6 separate regions of the Mus musculus genome follow, and all the other regions are linked to region 5. Evidence: chromatin contacts called from public HiCAR-type and promoter capture Hi-C data. All regions are on one chromosome and are shown on one strand. Each heading gives the region's core, a stretch centred on a gene start, on an enhancer-like site or on the middle of the called end of the contact. The rest is flanking DNA. Distances are from core to core; before and after follow the strand shown. Region 1 holds the start of Wdr91 (WD repeat domain 91). Region 2 holds the start of 1810058I24Rik (RIKEN cDNA 1810058I24 gene). Region 3 holds the start of Ssbp1 (single-stranded DNA binding protein 1). Region 4 holds the start of Cnot4 (CCR4-NOT transcription complex, subunit 4). Region 5 holds the start of Trim24 (tripartite motif-containing 24). Region 6 holds the start of Agk (acylglycerol kinase).

Region 1 (2,700 bases), core at 52-2,551, 3.0 Mb before region 5:
ATCTTGTCCACCTGAGGGGAGACAGACAGAAGGAAATTCTCACCTCACTATACATCGTATAGTTTCATCTTCTTCCTATGGCTCCCAGATGTAAAAACATATAGTCCAGTTGGCAATCTATAAAATCCCCAAGATATGTTAGCATACTAGCTTTCAAGTTATTTTCTCATGCTAGATACAGGACTTGGTGCTCTGGCAAGCTCGGAAATTCCAGAAAGCAAGAGCTTTGGCTCCAGGTGTTGAGTCTCCTTGACCAACTTGGCAATGTCACTTCAACAGCAGTCTTGATTGCCTCACACTGTAAAAATAAGTAAGAGCCAATGAGCCAGAGACAATTGCCAGGGTCCTCGTCCCAGCTCCACAGTTTCTGAATTCCAAGAGACACAGTGATTACTGGCTCCCTGCGGGTCATCAGAGTCCCACCTGAGCCTCAGTGGCTGCTGCCTTCAGTCAAAGACAATCACACCATGACAGTGTTTTGAATACCACTGCTGTCTGGAGTAGGGAAATGCTTTGCTTTGCCACCAAGCAACCAATAAACTCGAAAGGTAGAAACCAATATCCTAACTTCCTTCTGATGCGCCAACAACTAGCTCACCACCTCCCTCAATCCATCTGCCCAAGACCAATTTAACTCTGTACGTGCAAACATACAAATCATAAGCAAAGAAATCCCAAGCGCCTCTCAGTGGAAACTAGTATCAGAGAACTTTGTGCTTCAAAGCAGAAGGGAATCTTCCAATGATTCCCTGATGCCATTCTTACAATCTACCTCCCAGACCTGAACCCAGTCTTCTGGGCGCAGCCCCCTTTGCTCCCGCTTCTTCCATCAAAATTCAGACTTGCGCTCAACCATGGCTCTTAAAGTGTTGTAACCACGCCGGCCAGCCATTGGCTAGCACCTGCTGAGAGGCTGGCATGGAGTGAAGCCCTGTACCGGGAACCAGGGACCTGAGTCCCGATGCTCCTGACTCACTCACTGAGCAACTTCGGGCATGTCACGACCATCTCCGGCCCTCAGTTCCTCCTATGTCAAGCGAGGGCCAGACCGGAGACGCCTTCAGTCCCCTACCATGCAGTGACAGCGCCGCCCTCGCCCCGGAGGGCAGGGTTGGAGCAGGAGGCCCGCCCCCCGAGCCGCCTCCGCCGCCCCTGCCGACCCCTCACCCGGAACCCCTTCTCTTTGTCCGCCTTGATCTCCGCATCCAGCTGCCGCAGTGTGTGCGTGAAGCCACGGAAGAGCAGGTACTCCCGGACCAGCTCGTCTGTGCGCTCCACCGCCTCCGCCATCGCTGCGCGCGCGCGCTGCAAAAGACCCGAGCCGCTCAGGGCGGAGGGGCGGGGCTTGGAGCGACGGGGCGGAGCCTATCTCGGGCGCCTCGTACGTCACGCCACGCCCAACCTACCAACCTTGCGCTCCGCCCCGCCCCGCAGGCGCCCCGCCCATCTCCCCCTGTAGCCCCGCCCCTCCCTACTCTCAGCCAGCTCCCGGGCGTCTCGGCTTGCTGAAGTTTTCTGGTGATACAGAGTGTGTCCTGAGTTGCTAACACTGATGCCTCGATCCAAGTAAAGTAAAGCTGGACCTTGCGAACCTTCCACATATTCACAGGGCGGGGAGGGAGTGATGTTCCCAGCTTATTGGCATGACACTGCAGAATCTTTTGTCCTCTATCCTCCTCTTACAAAAGGAGAAAACTCGAGCCCCAACAGGTAAAGTGGCCAGTGTGAAGTCAACTCATAAAAGTCCAGCTTGGACCTCTTTTCTTTTCTTTTCTTTTCTTTTCTTTTCTTTTCTTTTCTTTTCTTTTCCTTTCCTTTCCTTTCCTTTCCTTTCCTTTCCTTTCTTTTCTTTTCTTTTCTTTTCTTTTCTTTTCTTTTCTTTTCTTTTCCTTCTTTTTTGGCCAGGGCCTCACACACGCTAGGCAAGCACCCTACCGCTGAGCTGCTTTTGGGTTTTGTCACAGTCTCACTAAATTGACCACACAGATCTTGAACTTGCAATAAAAAAAAAATCCCCACCACCAGTCCTGTCTAGCCCTGAGTTCCTGAGTAAGAAGGGTAAACTATACCAACCAAGATGTACCACTTAGAGAAATTTTAAAAAAGGCAAGTTTCAGAAGGGTGTGACCTATGGTCCCAGTTTCTTGTTAGTTTTTTCAATTAATTGTGGTTTTGTGAACAGTTTTTAAACTCAGGAAAATTGTAAAACAACCTATATTTTATTCTCTGAAGGACTTCCAGTTCCTTTTGCCTTCTTTCTTTTTCTTGTTTAGAAAATTATTTGAAGTTTTTACAAGGCATACATACACATTTTGCCTTATTTCTTCATCTTTGAGAGAGCACTGATAATGTCCACCAGGCACAGTCATAATGACGATTTGATAAGATAGTGCATGAAGACCAGGCGTGGTGGTGTATACTCTGGAGACAGAGCTAGGCAGGTCTCTGTGAGTTCAAGGCCAGCCATTCTTAATTAAAAAAAAAAAAAAAAAGCCGGGCATGGTGGTGCACGCCTTTAATCCCAACACTCGGGAGGCAGAGGCAGGCGGATTTCTGAGTTCGAGGCCAGCCTGGTCTACAAAGTGAGTTCCAGGACAGCCAGGACTACACAGAGAAACCCTGTCTCAAAAACACCAAAAAAAAAAAAAAAAAGGCATCAAAAAGATCAAATTATTTATGTGTATACACACACACATACAT
Region 2 (2,700 bases), core at 2-2,501, 2.6 Mb before region 5:
GGTTTTACTTTTGTGAGGAGACACCATGACCAAGACAACTCTTAGAAATGACAACATTTAATTGGGGCTGGCTTACAGGTTCAGAGTTTCAGTCCATTGTCACCAAAGTGGAAGCATGGCAGTATCCAGGCAGGCATGGTGCTGGCAGAGCTGAGAGTTCTACATCTTCATCTGAAGGAAGCCAGAGAGCATCCTCAAGCTGCTAGGAGGAAGATTTCCAAGTCCATCCCCACAGTGACACATTTCCTCCAACAAGGCCACACCTTCTAATAGTGCCACTCCCTGGGACGAGCATATGTAAACCATCACAGTTCAGGTAACCAAAATGGCTGGATTATATAGGGAAAAGCCTCATCGGGAAAAGCAGCCCAGCCCCTGAACTGGTGAGTTTAGGGTAGAGGGCTGCATGTGCCAGCCACACCCTGTAACAGGCCGGGACTGAGGGATGCTGGCGAGGACCAGGAGGCCAGGTCCACTTTGATATGTTAAGTAGTCCTCTGCCATTGTCCCAGGGTTAACAGCCCCACTAGGCGCAGCTGATTTGTTTTTCTGTTATTTGAAGCCAGAGTACCCCTTAACTAGATAAAGGTCAATTCCAAAGACTGAGAGCAACATGAGAAGGGTGGTTTCGATGTGCTTGTGTATGTGGGTGACCAGCAGCGCGACCGGACAAGAGTGGATTCATCTTTGGCTCCTGCATGGTAGATGATTCGCGCTCCACTTGAGGAGGAAGTAAACTTCAGATAGGTTGCTGGTGGCTGCCAGCAATCGCTACTTGGATCCAGTCGTGCCAGACTCCGCAGACCTCTCTCCATCATCTATCACGTGGCTGAGGACTACCCTTAACTAGGCTGCATAGCACACTTGTGGGCTTTTGTGAAATGGAACCTTTTCCCCCTTTTCGTCTGAGAGTCGGCTGTGGTGGAGATTAGTGTGGACTTCATAAAGGCTCCCAGGAGAGTGAGTTGTTCACTTGGCATGGCACCCGCTACCTCACCCCCACCCTGGTTTAGTAGGTAACACAGCCACGTCTGACTGTATTAATACAATTGCCAGCGTCCTTGTCACCCGGAGGCTTTGGTTCAAAGAGGCCTAGGTTTGCACCTCGCCCTCTTGCTTCCCGAGATGGCCGTCAGAGGGCGCTGCGGCTCCGCGAGTCGCTTCCGGGAATGGAGAGGGCGGGGCAGGGCGGGGCGGGGCGTAAACCGGAACCTGGCAGCGGGTTCCGCCCTCGCGCCGGGGAGGAGTCCCGGAGCCGAGCTGGAGCTGGAGCACCTCTCACACCCTCCTCGCCCTCCCCACCGACATCATGCTCCAGTTCCTGGTGAGTGGGGCCTCGGAGGATCGGGCCTCGCGGTCGCCTCGTTCCCCCGGGGTCCCGGGTCGGCGGTGCACGGCTCTGCAGTTGGGGCTCGTCGCCCTCGGGTTTGCTCGCGCAGTTTTCCTCTGGCCTCCTCCTAAGTCCTTGGGTCTTTGCCTGGGTTTGTTTATATGTAGTCCTTCAAGTTCCGAAAACTTTGGGGTGTCAGTGATATGACTGCGTTTTCAAAAAACCACTTACTGTGAGCTCTTGGCGAAATCTTCGCGGTAAGTTGGGTCGGAGGAGTCATCAAGATGACTTGGCTCCTGTCCTCTCCACGCGACTTCCCGTAGACCCCCATCTATTATATACGGCTTATTTGAGGCCTCAGAGTGCCTTTCACACGCCGTGCATTAGTCAGCCACATCACGAGGTCGCAGCGAGAGATCCACAGTGCCCTCCCTCTTCAGACCTTTACAGATTGCCCGCTTTGAGGAGTGAGTCAGACTGCCCTGCGAGTAACTCTTGTAAAAACCTGCCCCTCCCCACACCCTTTCAAGTCTCCTTTTTGAGTTAACACGTTTTTCTGGCAAAAATCAAGTATTTCTAAAATTGCCTGTTGAGGATTCTAGGAAACTTGCCAGTCAAATTTTCAGATGAAAGTTTTCAAACACTTTCAGATGAAAGCGTTTCATCTTCGAATTCTAATAAAGCAGATATCTTCTTTCTTTCCCACGGTCAGTGGCTACCTGGTGCTCCGAGAATGAGTATTGTTTACATAAAACTGCCCTACAAAGACTCAGTTGCCTCTGGGGTTTCTCTAGTGTCCTAACTAGGCCTTAGTTTAGGAGGTAGGAGTAATTAGCAGTAATTTACTTGTTAGGAATCACTTTTAAAAGCAGCATCAGCCAGCTAGTGTAAGGTGATAGGATTGGCCCTTCCACTGCATTTGCTGTTCATTGATAAGCAGGGAGAACATTAAATCGATTACACTTAACCTTTTAAGTGCTTTGCTGAATGAGGCTACCTGGTGCGGGACTAGCGCTCTGTACTTAAACATGGGTTTTGATTGGAAAATTCAAAATTTTCAACATTTATGGAGAGATGCTGAAGCCGACCATTAGATGCTTAGCTAGGATGTAACTGATGTTCCTTCTCTTGCCCTGGGTCTGTCTCCTCTTCATTGCTTTTGTTGGGAAAAGTGGAATCAGATGTACAGAGATGGAATCAACTTTCCTCTTGTGGAACTTGGTCAAACACTGCTAGTTTCTGCAAATCTTGCTTTTTACATTAGCCGTTTCAACTGTTTTCTAAATGGTTAAGAGTTTAGACCCTATCTTTAATCTCAAGGTGTGTGTGTATGTGTGTGTGTTGGGGACGTGGGGTTGGGTGGGTGTTGG
Region 3 (2,700 bases), core at 147-2,646, 2.6 Mb after region 5:
CAATAATTCAGACCCCCCCCCCTCCTAAAATCAGAAAGAATGGACCTTAGGAGGCAGTGTGTCTGTTTGAATGGTTTGGAGTTCCCTTCTGTCTAACACTGGAGCCCCACTGAATCTTGTTGCCTTGGGTTCCTTAATTTGTAGGATTCATAAGTGCGTTACTTCACTAGGGCCAGGATTAGGGTAAACAACATAGGATTTAGAGGAGCAAAAGAAAGTCAGCAATCAAAAGAAAAGATGTCTCAATGCAGTATTTTGGAAATGTTAAAACTAAGAAATTTTACTATGAACATGATATTACCAAATACAAGATCAACAAGCTTAAGTTACTTGAGATTGTTTAAGACTGTCACTGAGTGCTGGATGTGATGGCACATGCCTTTAATCACAGCACTAGGGAGGTAGATGCAGCAAGGGGAATCTCTGGGAGTTAGAGACAAGCCTGGTCTGGTCTACATGAGATCCAAGTTTCAGGCCAGCCAGGGATACACAGCGAGACAGTGTCTTTTTTCTTTTCTCTTTCTCTCTCTCTCTCTCTCTCTCTCTCTCTCTCTCTCTCTCTCTCTTTCTTTCTTTTAAGCTTTTCCATCTAGAATAACTGCCAAAGATGTAGAATTGAAACACAAAATGAAAAAAAAAAATCTAAAAAATACTGATCAGTTTCTTTCTATAAAAGTAAAATCTTAATTACACTTTGCTTTAAAATAAAGCAACGTTTTGACTTTTAACACTTCTTCAAAATGTTTTGGAATTTCATAAACTTTTAATGTTTTAGGGAAAACATATATACAAATACATAATATAAGGGCGCATTTCTCTTGTGCCTTAGGCACAGTTTGGGACCGGTACTTAATAAAGATGTTAAAAATTTTGCTCCTCACGTGTTTCTTGAATTTTTTGACTTAACATGTTAACATATCTAGATCACCGAGGTTTTGACAGCAATTAATTCTTCAGTCTTACTGCATTAGGAGACTTGTGTCGGTTTTAGTTCCTCCAGGGGCTCAAATATGTTTTATTTCACCTACCTCACTCCCTTTCCCAGGCTGGGAACATCAAATAATTTCAATTTAGGGCTGGGAATAGAGTTCTGGCCAGAGTTTGGTTAGCCAGTGCGGGGCCACTACCGGAGCGAGGGTGGAGATCAGGAAAAACAAAACAAAACAAAAAACCCCAACAACCAAACTAAACCAAACCAAACAACAAAAAAACAAAACCAAAATCGTAAAACTACCCACAGGTGGCATCGTTGATCCGCCCACTTCCGCCTGGACAGAAGTTCCTGGCACTTCTAAATTGAGGGGTCGTGTTTCCGGCGACATCAGCCGGCGGCATTTCAACGACGCACTTCAGAGATTTCCTGTCTTTCCTTGCATCTCGCGAGCTTTGCGGGCTCCGTGCGCCGGAAGCGAGCCGCTGGCGGTCGGGCTCTGCGTGTCCGGTGAGGGAGGGGAGAAGGCTGGCACGAAGTTGTGTTTCCCGAGTGCACGGGCGCGTGCGGGGCTCGGGAGGAGTTGTGCGGCTCCTCGCTGGAGTCCGAGTGTCCCCCGCCGTTCCCTGTGCTGCTCGCGAGCGCCACTTTGGGGGAAGAGCAGCCTCTTGCCCCCGCGGCGAGGCTGGGGAGCCGGGCTTACTCAGCGCTAACGGGGACGAAGGCACTGATTTGCGTCCTTTCGGAGTAGCGTTTACTGTGCCCGCACTGTTTGTAGAGACAGTTTTAGGGGTCTAGAATAACAGAACAAGTTGGAAAAAAAAATGTCCGAGACAACTTCTATTGTAAAGAAATCTAGCAGACAATGGATTGCAAGTGAGAACAGGTTTTTCCCCTCTTTTCTGCTGGTTGAGACCCAGAACCACAGAGTTTCTTTTGTCTCGCTCAGTTTTTGTTTTCAAAAAGAAAGGAACTCCCCACACGTGCAAAAAATGCGGTTGCAAATTGGGTGCACGAGAAGCTGGACGCGCTTAGGATTTAGGACTAGAGAGCATGTGTGTTCTTGATGGATACTGTAGTTTCTTGATTTATCATTTTTCTCTTTTCTTTCTTTCCTTTAGGAAAAGCCTAAAGATTAGGTTGTAAGAAAAACAGAAGCCATGTTTCGAAGACCTGTGTTACAGGTAGTCACTTTTCTACATTAGTGAGTGCTCCAACCGTGTTTCCATAGTCTATAGCCATGTTTTGTTTTGTTGCTTTTCGATTTTGCATACATAAGCACGAGATTCTTACGCCTATCCAGCGTGTTCTATGTGTTTATTTGATGTGGGAGATTCAGAAGGGATTTTGTGTGTGTGTGTGTTTATGTGTGTGTGAAGCTCATAATGTTTACTGAATCAAAAATGATTTTTAAAGTGTATTCGCATATGTAGTACACCTCATGAATTTAATTTAGTAAATATTTGTTACCAGTGCTTAGATCAGAGTATTCATTTAATTATGTAAGTTATTATTATCATTTTTGTTTTGCTGTTTTTGAGACAGCCACTCATAGTTAAGACTATCTTGAGACTCACTGTTAGGCTGAGATGACCAAGAACCTTCCTCCTCCTGCTTCTACTTTGTCACCGATGGTATTTCAGGCCTGCCCCATCGCACCTGATTTCTTCTAACCTTGTCCCATATGGCTCTGGTCTTTTATGACCTTCTGGCCCCTCTCCTCCCCACTCCCATCTTGCTATCCAGAGAGCAGAGCTCACTTCTTGCCA
Region 4 (2,700 bases), core at 94-2,593, 2.7 Mb before region 5:
TGTGGTGTTCGGGGATGAAGTGTGTGTGTGCGCGCTAGATTCACCTGGTTTTGAAATTCTAAGCTGATCTTTATGGGTATAATCAGAGACAACATCAAGTGTCCTGAGGAATGGCAATTCAGGAGAATGCTGAGTAGCACGGAGAAGGTCGAAAATGAAAAGAGGGGTAAAAAAGGATAGCAAATGAGCAACAAAAAGATCAAAAAAGCAAAACATTCCTTTCCCGAGTAGCCCGAAGAAAGCTCTTTTCTCTTAACGTTAATAGTCTCCCACTCACTTCATTCACTTCCTAACTTCCTTTACTTTTCAAGGAACAACACGGGGCATCATCTCCCCTATCCTGGAGTGTGTGCTCAAAGAGTCTGCATTGGAAAGAGGGAAGGAACCGACAATTCTCAAGTAGGTTAAGAAACAGGTGGGTTATACGGAGCAACGGAGCAGCAACATGATTTAGATACTCACGAGGTGGCTTTAAGATGACAGATGCGGTTAAAGGAGACTTGCACATCGGAATCAACTCGGGTCTGGCAGACAGACTGGGGGCTGACTGCAAGCACCAGAGGGGAGCAGAGGCTAGATCCAGAGCAGCCTTTCTGGAAGGGATGGGGCAAAAAGGGGCAAAAAAGCCCACCAAGCAGGACGGGTGGGCAGTGAGCAGCAGCACCCGTCAGAGTGGAAATGATGGCTCTGGCTTGGGAGACCGGGGCCAGTAGGAAAGGACGTCAGAGGGGAAAGGAGGCTGGGGAAACAGGAGGACCAAGACCTAAGGATACTGTTGCCAGAAAAATGCGGGGAAAACTGGTGATGAGAAGCCCTCTTGGGTTCTCAATTGAAGAAATTCTCCAAGGAGAGCCGGCGCTCGCTGCCGCGCTGCCTCCAACCCGGCTGCCTTTTCCTGGTGATAACTGCTGTGGCGTAGAGGGGAGAGGGAGGAAGAAGAGGAGGAGGAGGCAGCCAGAGGAGGAGGAGGAGGGTGAAGACGAGGCGGGCGGGGGTGGGGGGGTGGGGAGAAAGGGGGGTGCGGCCTGCACAGTCCCAGCGAAGCCTCCGCTCTCTCGTAGCCGGTCAGCGCCGGGTTTCCCCTAAGCCCAGCCCCGCAGACACTCACCCGCCTGCCTTGCCTCGCTTTTCTCTTAGCCGACTCCACGCGTTGCCGAGTCCTCACAGGAGACCAATGAACGAGAGTCGGCGAAAAAACTCTTCAGAACCGGGCCTGACTGCTTCAGTGAGTCCGACCTTTACGGCTGAGAGAGAGACTCTCAGCTTTCGGTGGGTTCCACGGCTAGACGGGCCACCATCTTACATTAGGGTAAGACTCCTCCGGCCTCCGCTGCGCAGGCGCATGCCGATCCGGCTGGGCGGGGCGGGGGAGGGGCGGGACAAGCGGCAGGCGGGCGAGTGGGAGGTTGCGGCGGACTGGTCCACTGCACCCTGGGAGTTGTAGTCCTCCGATAGTAACCGCCCCGGGGCAGGCCGGGAATTGAAGTCATCACTAGAGAAGGCGCTCGGGAACTCGTTCCTCACGTGGCTACTGGAGCGCCGGCTTTCTTCTTGTTTTGCTTCCTCTTCTGCCCGCGTGTGTGGCTACTGTGTCATGTGGTCGGCGGTTTTCACTAATGTTAGCTGAAATGTAGGAAACCAAAATTCTACGAAACTTAACTGATTCGGAGGAAGCTAGGACGTGTCTTTTTCTGCCCCGCCCGCCATAGATAGGTATCTGACGGGGGCGGTATGGTGGTAGAATCAGGTTGAGCATTGCAAGAGCGCGGGATTTGATCTAGAGTGGGGAGTTGATACTTTTGGAAAAGTGAGCGTTAATTCGTTTCCCGGTCTTTGCACGTCCTTTACCACCAGTACAGCTGAGCTCATCCTCCTTACTGGAAAATCGCCAGTGAAGAAATACCTGAATTGCCATGTGCACATTTCTCAAGAGAACGCGGGCAGTCAGAGTAGCATGAGTTGCTGATGATGTGAAAGCATGTGGACTTACCTGCAAACTGTTGCTGGCTGCACAGAACTCTTCCAGCCTGCACAGAAGTGTGCGTCAGGTTCGCAAACTGCACAAGTAAACACGTCTCAAAGGACATAATACAACCGCAGCCGGTTCGAGCACCGAGAAATTCTAAATAACAAAATCAATTTACTGAACTTCCCGGGTTGCCTCCCAGAACTCTGGTGTAAGTGGCGCTCCTGGAGCGGTCGATTCTGTTTATTGCCTATATTCTTCATCTATTCATATAAGTGCTGAGCTCCTTGGTACCCAGTTCAGTGCCATATGCTGGGAGCATACAACAGAGACCAAAAACACAAATCTGTCCCCATTCTAGGGTGTGTGCATGTAGTGGGGTTTGGAGAAGTGAAAGGAACCAAGTTTTCAAATCCAGGATTAAAATACGTAGGATGGGACTGTGGATGTCACACAGTGGTAGGGCGCTAGTCTGGCACACTTGAGGCCTGAAAGCAAAAGGTTTAAGGGGAGGATTTAAAACAGAAAAGGGAAATGTAAGGAAAGAAATTGAAGTTTTAAAGTCTCAGTCTCGCTGGACGTGGTGACACAAGCCAGGACTCTGAAAGCAGAGGCAGGTGTATCTCTTTGAGTTCAAGGCCAGCTTGGTCTACAAACCATGTCTAGAGGCAGAAAAAAAAAAAAAAAAACCACAAAAAAGGCAACCAGACCAGTTTCTTTGGTGTAAGAGAGAG
Region 5 (2,700 bases), core at 87-2,586:
AGATTCCCCACGAGATTCTCCAGGATTTCTGTCTATTCTGTCTCAGAAACTCCCAACCTTCTCTTTGTCTTCTCTTTTCTTTTGGGTGTTAGCCTAATACACAGTCTCTGATAGTTTCGGCTTCCTTACTCTTTCTCTAAAGCTCCCCTCCATGTGGCTGCTGTAACCATGTGGCTGTTTAACACAAATGGCATGGCATCTCTTCCACTTCTCCATCTTCCTCTGGGCAGCTGCTGAGATTTACAGCTTGCCTGCATTGGTTTTTTTCTTTCTTTTCTTTTAAACTCTAATAAAATTTCCTCCAGCTTCTTTTGAGGCTCTTCTTAAATTCTTTTATTAATGAGACTAAGAACCTCAAGAGGGGACTCTGATTTCCCTAGTAACAGGTGGCACTTCCCATGGGACTCCCCAGAATTTCCGGTAACAAGCACGGGAGAAGGAAGACATGAAATATAATACTGAAACTCTAAAACCAGAATTGAGGTCCCCCCCCCCCCTTTTGAGACAGGCTTTTACACTGACTAAAACCTAGAATAACTTTGAATTTGTAGTGATTTTCCTGCCTTTGCCTCTGGAGTATTAGTATAGGTGTGTGCTACCACGTCTGCCTTTTTTTTTTTTTTAAGAGTTTAATATTCAGGTACTATGGACACTTGCAGATCATTTATTTAGTCCTCAAAAAAATTAACTGCTTTTATTCATTTAAGAAGCAAAATTAATTTCACCCTTTTCCATTGAGGTCTTTTAAAGTTCCGACAAATTTGTAATTTCTCCCCCTTTACATCATTCTCATTAATTCATCACAGAGATAAATTCAGGCCACAAAAAGAGTAAAGCTGCCTGCACACTCCCCCTTTCACACAATGTGGGCTCATACAACCCGGTTTTGGGTCTCTTCTCGTTTGCACGTAACTTACTTCTTCATCCTCCCGTGGCCCTCCCACGATCTTACTCCTTTACCCATTTAAGTCTCCAGTAGTAAAAGCAGTTTTCCAAGCAGTTTCTTAATTAATCAGGCTGGGTAGACTGGGCAGAGCCCCCGCCCCTTGGGCGGGGCCATAGCGGCGGGCGGAACCCGATGCCTGCTCTGGCTCCTTAACAAATGATTCCTTTACAATCTACAGAAGAGAGACACACACACAGCGAGCCAATCAGCGGCCGCGGTCCTCGCGTCCGGCGGGGCTAGCCCCGCCCACTCCCAACCTCCCGCGGGGGCCGTCCGAGCCTCGCGGGCTTCTGCAGACCCCGCCCCCTGGGCAGGCGCGGCGGTCATTGGATGGCGCTCGGCTCGCAGTCGCCGCGGTTGCTGGGAGAGGGAGGTGGGGGCGGGGCCCGCGGTGGTCCAAGGGGCCCGAGAGAAAGGCTGCTAGGCACGGGCGGGCGCGCTGGGCGGAATCGAGCGTCTCGGTGGCGGTTTGCCTATCGGCCCGCGCGGCGGCGTCGCGGTGCGGGAACCGGTCCCCGTTGACAGCTCCGCGTCTTCCGGCCGCGCCACTCGGGAGGTGGCTTCCTCCCTGTGCTCCCTCCGCGAGTCCGTTCGGCCTCGGAGAAGCGGGAGGCGGCGGCGGCTGCGGAGGTCGTCGGGGGCGGCGGGCGGTGAGCGCGCTCCCGCTTCCCCGGCGGCGGCCGCAGGACAATGGAGGTGGCTGTGGAGAAGGCGGCGGCGGCAGCGGCTCCGGCCGGAGGCCCCGCAGCGGCGGCGCCGAGCGGGGAGAATGAGGCCGAGAGCCGGCAGGGCCCGGACTCGGAGAGCGGCGGCGAGGCGTCCCGGCTCAACCTGTTGGACACTTGCGCCGTGTGCCACCAGAACATCCAGAGCCGGGTGCCCAAGCTGCTGCCCTGCCTGCACTCGTTCTGCCAGCGCTGTTTGCCCGCGCCGCAGCGCTATCTCATGCTGACGGCGCCCGCGCTGGGCTCGGCAGAGACCCCTCCACCCGCTCCCGCCCCCGCCCCCGCCCCGGGCTCCCCGGCCGGTGGTCCTTCGCCATTCGCCACCCAAGGTGAGAGGGGCCCGCGAGGTGGCGGGCGCGACCCGCTGTCACGCGGCTGGGGAGGGGGTGAAATGGGCCCGCGCCGGCTGAGCGACTCGGCGGTCCCTCACTTTTGCAGAGCTCTGACGGTTGTGGCGAGTTAGCTGCTCTCTGCTCCTCCGCAAAGCTTTGTCCGGGTGCATATGATCTGGATCAGCTCGTGTACACCCGGGTTATGCGAGCCGGAGGGGGGAGGAAGGGATGGAGATGAAGTGATGGGGATTTTCTTTGATGATTGATTGCAGATTGGCTGCCGTCTGTTTCGAATCTTGTGCGTTCCGGGCTTTTTACCTTAATGAGTTCCCTCTCTGTCCCCTCCGTAGGGGACAAAGGAACCGGGATAAGTTGTTTTGTTGTCTGCTGCTTTCGGAGATTTTATTTCGAGCGATTCGATAAACGATAGAAAGTAAATAGACTTCCAAAGTGTTTTGTATGCCGTAGTTGGAAGTTACTTTCTCTTTTGTGGTGTTATTGGGTAATTAGTTTTTGACAGGTAGTTTCCTTTGCTTATGTTACCAGGTTTAAATCGTTGAAAGTGATTTGAAGTGCAGTAATTATTTCTGGGAGAACACTTGAAGTTTTTAACTTTTAATATTGCAAATATTTGGGCAAATTGACGTCTTTAAAATGCGAAGTAACTGAGGAAGGGAAATCTTTTTTCTCTTGCTTC
Region 6 (2,700 bases), core at 79-2,578, 2.5 Mb after region 5:
TGTAAGCTGAATAAACCCTTTCCTCCCCAACTGCTTCTTGGTCATGTTTGTTCGGGAATAGAAACCCTGACTAAGACAAATGGGCTCATGGCTTTATTTTATTTTCTGATTCATAAGTGTCCAACTAACCTATTCTACGGTGGAACGTGTCATTCAGGGCAACTTGAATCTGTGTTCCAAAACCATTGCCATTCATACTTGGCTCAGAATACATTTATTTCCTGTTTCCTAGGGAGACAGCAGTGAAGAAATGTCTATTTTCTCCAGATAGTGACAGGAACAGACCCCGAAGAAATGATTCCACTAAAGTCTAGATTTGTGGATCCATGAATTTGATTGGGGTAGTGAGGAATTACCTATAGGAACATGAGCAACTTAGAGGAGGCAATACCAGTGAAGAAGTTCCCTCAACACTCCTCAGCCCCTCTGGCCCAGTAACCTTTAATTGCTTGTACATCTTGTGGAAGATGGGAGTCCCTAGAGATCAAATATTAGTGGATCCAGTCTTGGGACATCTCAGGCGAGTTCCCATTTGAAGATGTTCCTACTGAAAAACTGTTCCCATTTAAGACAGCAATGTTGTGCCCTCAGGGCAGACTTCTAAGAGTCCTCTTTGCAGCAAAATCTGTTTTATTTTGTTGACATCTTCCTCGCAGTGAAAGGTGGCAAGATAAAAAGTTTTTGTAACTGCCTTGGTGTAAGGCAGCTAACAGGAAGCTTCTCTGCACCTGCCCTTCATCTTCAGCCCAGCGATCTTTATATTTTAACAAGACACATTTTTCTGTTGTCCAACACCCCTGTGGGCTCTCCTGCTGCATGGCTCCCTTTTCTCATAGCTCTTTCTGCCTCCAGCACACAGGCCTAAGGGTTCTGTGATTTTGTGCCTGATTTCCCCAGCCTCAGCCCCACTCCCACCCCACCCTGCTCTTCCGTGCATCCAGACCTGATCATCATCTTCCTGCTCTCTGGAGCTCAAACTTCCGCTCGTTAATTTAACACAGTGCCTCCTCATCTCCCGCCCTGTCGCTGGGTTTTGTTTTATTTTGTTTCATTTACCACTATGCCTTAGCCATTTAATTACTTTCTGATTTAGTTCCAAATCGTAAAACTGTTCTTATTATGTATTGTGAACTTTCCAGAAACGACTGGCTGGCGACAGATGGATAGATGAAAGATTGAATGAACAAGTAATGTGAGAGAAAGGGAAGGGAGGGCGGTGGCTGCTGCGAGCCCATCCCTAGGTCACGGGAGGGCTCGCCCCCGCCTGGCTCGCGCTGCTCCGCGTCGGAACCCGAGAGCAGAGGGAGCGGTTTCCCTGAAAAGAGAGGGAGAGTTTTGTGAGAGCACACAGGAAAGGCCGGGCGCTGAGCGGCGGGCAGCGGTGAGTTCGGGGAGCAAGCTAGGGCCGCGGGATGTGTGTTGTCAGGGTGTGGAGCGCAGCCGCTGGTGGCTGCGTTGAGCAGAGCGTCCGGGGAACCCGCCTGGCGTCCGGGGATCGGCCACGCGGTTGCTGACTGCGGTGGGGCGGGAGGAGGGGAGATTGGGCCGGGCCAGCATGGCGTGCACGCCCGTTGTCCCTGCGAGTCAGGTGTGCCGGTTCGAGTCCCAGAGCCGTCCCTAACCTGTGAACCCCTCAGCTACTTCCCACCTTGGGCTGTGGGGTACTCCGGAACAAAAAAACGGGGCCAGTAATATTTGAACCCTAAAGGGTGGGTCGGTTCATTCGTTCTATTTATTAGGTTCTGCAGATGTGGATGACTAGAATCTGTTCTAAAAAGCTCTTTAGTGAGAAAACCCCTACTTTTCTTGTCAGAAGAGGGTCAGAATTTGAGAGTTTTTGGGTTTGGGGAAAGCCTGTTTGGAAGGCAAAGATATGTTAATTTAGGCATAAAATTTGAGATTTTTAACTGACATTAGTGAGAATGAAAATTTTGGCTACTGAGAAGGGAATATACACTGAATGTATTACAGATTGTGAAGACAAATACAGATTTTATTCACAACTGCTTCACTGCAAAAATTAATGGTGTTTCCCTTTTTCTCTAGGGAAAATGTTAATTGACTTATCCAGGGTCTCACCATCTGTAAACGACAAAGCTAGGATTTCGTTAAGCACCTTGGCCAGTCCTCTTTGCACACTAGGCTGCCTGCATATTTCCCTCATCTTTTAATAATATAGAAAGCATTTAAGACAGGGTGGGCGTGGCTTTTTAAAAAGACAGTCCACTCAGAGTGTTGTCGACTGTCCGATATTCGTTCCATGCCCCTCTCTACTTGGGTGATGTTCCAGCCTTCCAGCAGGTGGAACAGTCTAGAGTCTCCTTAACTGCACACTGTTTCCCCACAAACCTACAATGTAAATCCAAAGCCTTGAAATCACTTAACAATCCGTTGCCCAAGCACAAAACCTGGCTCCGTTTCCTCGTCCTTCACCTCTTGCAATCAGTTGATCATCAAGCCCTGCCCATTTCTATTTCATAAAGACCTCCAAATCATTTGTTGACTCTTGTCTAGAATTTGTGGCAGTCACCCCTCGAATGGCTCCTTTTAGATTTACTTTCAGGTTCTGGCAGTCTGTTTTATATTCTGCACCTCAAATGTGATTGTTATTCATCTGCTAAAAAAAAAAAATCTCAAGTTTTAAACATAATATTGTTTTAAACATAATATCCAAAGACCTTAGTGCGGATTCAAAGCCTT

Evidence for each region. Promoter capture Hi-C pulls out the DNA fragments that hold promoters and counts their contacts. HiCAR-type assays count read pairs that join an accessible place to other places.
Region 1: a contact with region 5 is called in a promoter capture Hi-C map of liver, with 5 times the contacts expected there. The contact joins the promoter of Wdr91 here to the promoter of Trim24 in region 5. A contact is called at or near these places in 2 of 39 promoter capture datasets (liver and pre-B cells).
Region 2: a contact with region 5 is called in a HiCAR-type map of astrocytes, with 5 times the contacts expected there. The contact joins the promoter of 1810058I24Rik here to the promoter of Trim24 in region 5. A contact is called at or near these places in 2 of 39 promoter capture datasets (hippocampal neurons and liver) and 2 of 115 datasets of contacts at active chromatin or transcription factors (astrocytes and embryonic forebrain).
Region 3: a contact with region 5 is called in a promoter capture Hi-C map of pre-B cells, with 5 times the contacts expected there. The contact joins the promoter of Ssbp1 here to the promoter of Trim24 in region 5. A contact is called at or near these places in 1 of 39 promoter capture datasets (pre-B cells) and 1 of 484 Hi-C or Micro-C datasets (CD4 T cells).
Region 4: a promoter capture Hi-C map of pre-B cells shows a contact between it and region 5, with 6 times the contacts expected there. The contact joins the promoter of Cnot4 here to the promoter of Trim24 in region 5. A contact is called at or near these places in 4 of 39 promoter capture datasets (hippocampal neurons, liver and pre-B cells) and 1 of 115 datasets of contacts at active chromatin or transcription factors (astrocytes).
Region 6: a promoter capture Hi-C map of pre-B cells shows a contact between it and region 5, with 8 times the contacts expected there. The contact joins the promoter of Agk here to the promoter of Trim24 in region 5.

What each region holds. Positions count from the first base shown.
Region 1 is chr6:34,909,530-34,912,229 of GRCm38.p6, forward strand. It overlaps Wdr91 (WD repeat domain 91), which reads right to left and starts at 1,302. Exons shown (of 15, transcript NM_001013366.1): 1 at 1,168-1,302; 2 at 1-11. The coding sequence starts at 1,290.
Region 2 is chr6:35,251,459-35,254,158 of GRCm38.p6, forward strand. It overlaps 1810058I24Rik (RIKEN cDNA 1810058I24 gene), which reads left to right and starts at 1,252. Exons shown (of 3, transcript NM_001384235.1): 1 at 1,252-1,324. The coding sequence starts at 1,310.
Region 3 is chr6:40,470,019-40,472,718 of GRCm38.p6, forward strand. Ssbp1 (single-stranded DNA binding protein 1) reads left to right here and starts at 1,397. Exons shown (of 6, transcript NM_028358.2): 1 at 1,397-1,441; 2 at 2,053-2,115. The coding sequence starts at 2,092.
Region 4 is chr6:35,132,394-35,135,093 of GRCm38.p6, forward strand. Cnot4 (CCR4-NOT transcription complex, subunit 4) reads right to left here and starts at 1,344. Exons shown (of 12, transcript NM_001164413.1): 1 at 1,109-1,344. It overlaps Gm33046 (a long non-coding RNA gene), which reads left to right and starts at 1,138. Exons shown (of 5, transcript XR_868974.2): 1 at 1,138-1,309; 2 at 1,855-2,177.
Region 5 is chr6:37,869,475-37,872,174 of GRCm38.p6, forward strand. It overlaps Trim24 (tripartite motif-containing 24), which reads left to right and starts at 1,337. Exons shown (of 19, transcript NM_145076.4): 1 at 1,337-2,000. The coding sequence starts at 1,637.
Region 6 is chr6:40,324,150-40,326,849 of GRCm38.p6, forward strand. Agk (acylglycerol kinase) reads left to right here and starts at 1,329. Exons shown (of 16, transcript NM_023538.2): 1 at 1,329-1,381.